Linked DNA regions of Anas platyrhynchos: region 1 is linked to region 2. A link is a contact called in public Hi-C data. All regions are on one chromosome and are shown on one strand. Each heading gives the region's core, a stretch centred on a gene start, on an enhancer-like site or on the middle of the called end of the contact. The rest is flanking DNA. Distances are from core to core; before and after follow the strand shown.

What was found. Hi-C and Micro-C count contacts between places; a contact is called where the count stands out from the background.
Region 1: a Hi-C map of subcutaneous adipose tissue shows a contact between it and region 2, with 5 times the contacts expected there. The contact joins two enhancer-like sites. A contact is called at or near these places in 6 of 8 Hi-C or Micro-C datasets (F1 follicle, F5 follicle, liver and 2 more).

What each region holds. Positions count from the first base shown.
Region 1 is chr3:44,335,645-44,339,146 of IASCAAS_PekinDuck_T2T, reverse strand. No RefSeq gene overlaps it. Among named protein-coding and RNA genes, the nearest start is that of SPRTN, 14 kb to the left of the region's middle. Within about 2 kb of position 1,551, at least 4 of the 8 cell types and tissues checked have an H3K27ac peak or open chromatin away from gene starts, as enhancers often do.
Region 2 is chr3:44,246,468-44,250,013 of IASCAAS_PekinDuck_T2T, reverse strand. No RefSeq gene overlaps it. Among named protein-coding and RNA genes, the nearest start is that of DISC1, 16 kb to the right of the region's middle. Within about 2 kb of position 2,018, at least 1 of the 8 cell types and tissues checked has an H3K27ac peak or open chromatin away from gene starts, as enhancers often do.

The sequences.
Region 1 (3,502 bases), core at 302-2,801, 90 kb before region 2:
GGCAGCTGCGTCACTGCTCCTCACAGCCTGGCTGGAAAGGCAAATTTTTAATTGTTGCTTCTTCAGTGAGCCGTGGAGGGGGAGCCAGGATTATCGGTGCTTCAGATGACGTGAATTAAAGCTTAGATGTAACCAACTTGGAATGTACCTAGAGGAGATTTAGGAGGCAGGAAAAGCATCTGATGGCAGGAAGTGGGAGGGCCTTCAGGCCCTGCAAATCCCCAAAAGACTATTCAAGCTATCTGGCAGCATTTCCCCGGCAATTTCGCAGAGTTAAGAGGACACCACCCAAGAGGTTTTACTGCTAACGTTTGTGCAGGCACTTGCTTCTTGAAATGCAGTTTTGTCAAAGCAGACACATGTCCCAGGTAGTAAGTAATGGCATTGGAGCTTTTTGCAAGGCATTTTGGATGCCAGCATTCTCCAGAAACAACGAGGACACCTGAGGTTGGAGGAAGATGCCTACAATGGCCTTAATCCAGACTTCCTCCTCATTCCTTTACATGCTCTAGAAATGTTGAATTTCCTCAGGGAATCAACAGAAGTCCCTCAGGACTCTGCTGTAGCTGAGCTCTCCCCCACTAAAAGTAAGGCTTTGCACTGCTAGCAGTGCAGGCACTGAACCATTTGTAGGGTCACGGTCAGTCTGTGCCCACCCTGGAGCAGAAACCGAGAGAAATGGGCATTAACTTCTTCAGAAAGGGCAGAGGGAGCCGAAGTCTCTGCTGTTGGGCAAGCATCCCCAGCACTGGGTTGTTGTATGATGTGTCGAGCCCAGCCCACGCTGGGACATGTGGGCACAGGCACTTGTTTCTGTGTTGAAGTGTCATTTTCAGATTTGCAGCTAGACGCTCTGCTTGTGGATCCTGCACCAGTTTCCAGTCTCCTGGAGTCGGTCCCTACCCAAGCTTCATGTCAAATGGCTCCTGGGTGTCCAACAGCAGGGACGTGGGGAGCAGCAGCAGCCGGAGGCAATGCTCCTGGCTGGGACTTGTCACGGGCTCTTCTCTAGGCATTTTGTGTTCTCCTCGTTCAAGGGCTTAGCTACCACTTGACCTCCTGGAATCACCCAGCAACCTCAAATATTTCCCTCAGCCAAGTATTTTATGATTCAATCCACTGCCCACATGAGGGTAGAGTGGAAACGCCTGCAGGTCAGCTGACAGTGCTTGGGACAATGCTTCGGGACTCAACGCCGCCTGGAAACCAGGGCTCTCCTTGGACAAAGACAAGGATCCAAAAGCGTGCAGGGCCCCCCAGGCAGGTGCACGGGCAGAAATGGCACCGGGCACGCTGGGTAGAGCTGCTGTTCTCCATGCACTCTTGCCCAAGGATGCTGGAACAAACTTTCAAGCCTCCTGTTAGTGCTGGAGGTGCAACCACTGCCTCCTCTGCTCCCTGCTCCTTCATCCCCAGCCGCAGTGGATGTAAGGCTGCAGGTGACATCAAGGTGAAGCAGCCTCACAAGGACCTAAAGAAGAGCTTGCAACAACAAAAGCCTCCCAGCCCAAACTCGTGCCGGTGGCAGCACTAGGGGGACCCCGCTGCTCGCTGTTGCTTCGCTCCGGCTCGCTCTGAGGTTCCCGACGTGTTCCTGCATTCCTGCTACGTGCCCTACAGATAGCAGCTAATGCGGGCAGGTTTGCTGAGTCATAAGTGAAAATTATCACGCAAAAAAAAAAAAAAAAAGAAAAAAAAAAAAGAGCCAAACAGAAAAAAAAATGAGCACTATGTGCTCTCTTGGTTTTGTAGAAGCCTAATTTTTACTGTAAATACACTCCCTTGCAGATTATTTCATACAAAATTGTGGCTCTTAGCTACGTAAAGTTGCTTCCTACTCGTGCTATTTAAAATAAAGCTTTAAAAAGAAAAAATATATATATTCTCACAGTGCATGAGGAAAAAAAATTAACGTAAGAAGTTTAGAAATTGTTACCTACATCCCTTTAGAGTTCTACATAGAACAAAACTTCAGGTCCAAAGAGAGTTAAGCTACTACTACAGTTCTTGCTTGTGCTTTAAAATCACAGAATCACAGAATCACAGAATCTCTAGGTTGGAAGAGACCTCAAGATCATCGAGTCCAACCTCTGACCTAACACTAACAGTCCCCACTAAACCATATCCCTAAGTTCTACATCTAAACGTCTTTTGAAGACTTCCAGGGATGGTGACTCAACCACCTCCCTGGGCAGCCTGTTCCAATGTCTAACAACCCTTTCAGTAAAGAAATTCTTCCTAACATCTAACCTAAAACTCCCCTGGCGCAACTTTAGCCCATTCCCCCTCGTCCTGTCACCAGGCACATGGGAGAACAGGCCAACCCCCATCTCGCTAGAGCCTCCTTTAATATACTTATACAGAGTGATAAGGTCACCCCTGAGCCTCCTTTTCTCTAGGCTGAACAAGCCCAGCTCCTTCAGCCGCTCCTCATAGGACTTGCTCTCCAGGCCCCTCACCAGCTTCGTCGCCCTTCTCTGGACCCGCTCAAGCACCTCGATGTCCTTCTTGTAGCGAGGGGCCCAGAACTGAACACAGTACTCGAGGTGCGGCCTCACCAGAGCCGAGTACAGGGGGACGATCACCTCCCTAGCCCTGCTGGTCACAGTGTTTCTGATACAAGCCAGGATGCCGTTGGCCTTCTTGGCCACCTGAGCACACTGCTGGCTCATATTCAGCCGACTGTCCACCATCACTCCCAGGTCCTTCTCTGCCTGGCAGCTCTCCAGCCATTCCTCTCCCAGCCTGTAGCTCTTCTTGGGGTTATTGCGCCCCAGGTGCAGGACCCGGCACTTGGCCTTGTTAAACTTCATACAGTTGACCTCAGCCCATCGGTGCAGCCTATCCAGATCCTCCTGCAGAGCCTTCCTACCCTCCAGCAGATCGACACACGCACCTAGCTTGGTGTCATCTGCAAACTTACTGAGGGTGCACTCAATGCCCTCATCCAGATCATTGATGAAGATGTTAAAGAGGACCGGCCCCAGCACCGAGCCCTGGGGGACGCCACTAGTGACTGGCCTCCAACTGGACTTGGCTCCATTTACCACAACTCTCTGGGCCCGGCTATCCAGCCAGTTTCTAACCCAACGAAGCGTGCGCCAGTCCAAGCCAAGAGCAGCCAGTTTCTTGAGGAGAATGTGACTGTGCAGAATGTGTGCCCATTATTATATTGCGGCTGGGGAAGGGGAAGTAAAGGGAAAGTAAATATGCCCATGCTGGCAGCTGAAACTTTTTGTGTTTTGTTGTTGGCACACCATCTTCGCTGAAAGGAGCAGTGTCAGCTGGGTTCTCATCTCAGAAAACAGATCCAGTTATTACACGTGGCCATGTGTCTCTTTACCAAATGTTAGTGGTTTCCAGAACCACATTTTCCTTGGAGAAATGGTTACTCCTTGATGTCCGAAGATGCTGCCAAGTGCTCAAACAAAAACAGTTCTGAAACATCTTTCAGCTCCAGGAACTCAAGGCACTGCAGTCACCAACAGTTGAGATTGTATTT
Region 2 (3,546 bases), core at 769-3,268:
CAAAGAGCTTCTAATTTAAGAGCAGACGAAGGAGTAGCCAAGACAAACAAAAGGAAAATGGTAGAGGGAGATGAAGTGAAAGGGGGAGGGTGGGATTTTTACCAGAAGACTGTGTGGGATGGGAGCTTGGTTTACCACTTCCCATTCTGGAAAGGGAACTTTTCAAAGCTTTGGAAAGCCTCAAGTGTGACAGTAAAGGGTTAGTTGTGAAGGGCGAAGGCAGTACGGCGGCAAAATGGAAGGAAGTGAGGTAGAGACAAAGGGGGGAAGAGTGGCAAGGAGTGGGAGAGCGTGGAGGAAGAGCAGGATGAGCTGCGGGACAGAGGGTGCATATGCGAGTAGGGTGGGACTTGGGGAGGACATGGGACAGGAAGACAGCCCTGCGAGAATTTGGAAACAACGCTTTGAAACTGAGTGACTCGGCTATAAAAGAGGCTTAGAGTAGACCATAGGAACCGAATTTTAAATGACCGCAAGGTCCCCAAAGCATCTATCTTCTCAGGTAATAAATAAGGGGAACTTGTTTTTTTGGAGCTGCTGAGAACCAACAGGTCCTGCACTGAGCAGGGATTGCAGGTTCCCAGCTGTGCTGCCACAAGTCAACCACAAGCTCTTCGTTCCCACACCACGCCATTTCCCACGCGTGTTACCTCCGCTCCTGTATCAGTAGGCACAATCCTTGACGTGTGAACTGCCAGCAGCTGCAACTCTTGGAACCAAGGTTAGGTATCTCCTGTACCATAAAGGAATGCTTACGCTGACCACTGTATCCCCCTTGTATGCTGTTTACGTGTCCATTTTGATGTTGTTGGTTCTTCAACCCTATCTGTTTCTTTCCTGTCTTTACTTATCCTTCTTAGGCTGTACGGTTCTGTTGAGCCACTGCCCATGTCCATCGCATGGTTTGGTCCTTCCCATGTCTGTCTGGCATCGTGAGGTAAACCATCTCCATGCAGGAAGAGGAAGCTGGTGGTTTCTTAGGTGGGTTGGTCTACTTGCACCTCCAAATCTGAAAACAGCTCTGCCTGGGAGGGGAAGACAGGTCTGGTACTTGCTGTCAGAAGGCCTGGAGTGTATGTCCTACAGCAGCCATGGCACCGTGCGTGAGGATGGATGGGTGGGCGGGCAGATCTCATGCTGCCTTTGCAGGTGAGCAAGCCTTAGTTCTTTTGAGGTCTGCAACCATCACAAGCCAGGGTAAATTGTCTACAAACATGAAAGAAGCTTCTTCTCCAGTTCTGAGGAAGGTTGTCTTTGAGGGGTATAATTTCCTACCAATTCTTCCTCCCTTTGCCTGACTCATTATCCCTTGGAAAGGGCTGCTGGCAGGGTGTAGCAGAAGAGGCTTCTTCTTCTATGACTTCTTCTGGAGCCAGTCGGTGCCTCCCTGAGAGGAGGCCAGAGGCGCAGTGATGGCTCCTCTCATGGCTCCTCCCTCAGGCCTGCAGCTGGCTCTGGTGTTCCTCCTGCCACCTCCTGAGCTCCCAGCCCCCCCGCTGGATGTTGTAGGCCAGTGACAAGTGGGTTCATCCACGTTTATCCTACTGTTGTTTTCATTCAGATGTTTACTCCTCCCAAAGAAAGGGGCTGTTGTTGTGTAGGCTCTGCTCCTCCGCTGCCACATCATGCCGGGTGACCTCCTGAGCCCATCATCAGATCCTGCTCCAGAAGGGTCCTACCACTTCCATTTAGTTTTTCTCAAGGTCCTCTCCTGTCATGGCTTTAGGAAAAAATAGCTGACAAAACTGACCATGCATAAGTGGATCTGGAAATAGCCTAGGTTTTGTTGAAATGAAGTTCTGCATGCCTGGGGACAGGACCAGATGCGTAGACAGCCCTTGGTGTTTCAGTGTCACAGGAATGCTGTTAAGCACTGACAGATTTAGAAGTGTTGAGGGGTGTGGGGGGTTCTCTCCTCAAAGCTGGTGGTCTTGCTTTGCATACCTCACGCCTAAAGGGGAAGATGACAGACAGGAGATGCCAAAACTGTGAGGACAAATGAGTAAGATGAGGCAGTGTAAGGCCATACAGCAAACTGGTTGGGAGCCTGGAATTAGGTTCATCTCTTTCAGCTTCCATCCCATCTCTCACCGCTGCTAATCCGAGCTCGTGCTGCACTCTGGAACCAGCCAGCACAAGGAGCAGCTCTTTTTTCAGTCCCCTTTTATGGGACTGAAATGCAAAGGTTGCTTACGTGCGGTTCTGGCATGTGCAAAGCACGCACAGCATCCCGCAGGCAGACAGCTGCGTCACAAGCACTCAGGCTGAACTTCCAACCAGCTTTAACAAACTCCTCTCGTGCGTTATTTTCTTGGTGGAACCTCTTTTCCTAGCAGTTCCCTTGCTTATCAAGTTGCCCCTGCACCTCCAGGCCCCCAGCCCGGCACCTTGCCTCCTGCTCCCTGCAGCACAAGGGCAAAGCCATGGCTGGGGCCGGGCTCTGGGCCTTGGGTGCCTGCTGACATCTCGTGGTGCAAAGCATCCCCGCTTCGTTCTTCCAGACCTTTTTTTCCAGCATTTTCACCTCAGCATTTACCCACAGTGACTCTTAGTTTCTTAGCTACTTAGACAGGTATGCTCTTCCTCTGGAAGAAACATGGCTTTGCAGGAGCAAAGAAACAATGAATGAACAATTTACAGTCTCGTTTCTTAATCACATCTACCTGTGCAGCTCGTCCTACTGATCAGCAGTTACACCGATGTTCCTAAACCACTTGGGCACATTTGAGGTCCACATCTGTGTATAAAACTTCTGTCATCTGTTAAATTATGAGTTAGAGTTTTCCTGAGCCCTACTTTAAAAATGGATTGTATAGGAAAGGGGGAGCTGTGGGCTTTTGTGCAGAGAGACATGAGTTTGTGACTAAATCACTAAATTGAAGGTAACGCTCATGGTAAGTAGCATAAAAGGTTTAAACCCAGTCTTAGCAGGGCCTGTGCTCTACAGGAACTGGTCAGGAAAAGTAGACCAGCTGCAAGATTTCAGATTATTTTAAATATATACTTAATTTAGTTTATCTGGTCCTGCCTTGTTACTGGAAGGATGTGTTTGTGAATTATTAGAGAACATATATTTGCTCTGCCACCTAGTGTCTAGCACTAGAAATAACTGAAAGGTTTTTTTTTTTTTAATTACAAATTATTTTTTGTTTTCTCTTTAAGTTCTTATAAACACAATTAGTGGTGCAGTGCAAGATTCATTTTTAGGCTCAGGTAGGTCTCTGATCGTGATAAATTATATTCAGCTCCTTCTGCTATGTGGAAAACATGCTGTTCTCTGGTATTCCCAAAATTATTTTGTATCCCAGCATGTGTGTATGGTATTAATGGAAATCCATGAGAAAGTTTGACTAGACAGGTACTTGCAGACTTGTGAATTATACAATACTTTTATTTGAAGTAGTACATTAAGGAGTACCGGTGCTAATAAGGATTCATAAACTCGAGTCCTAATTCCTTAATATGTATTATAATCACGCTACCCATATAACAAAATGCAAGTCTCTTTTAGCTGCTGAACTTCTGGTACAAAATCAAACGCTTCTG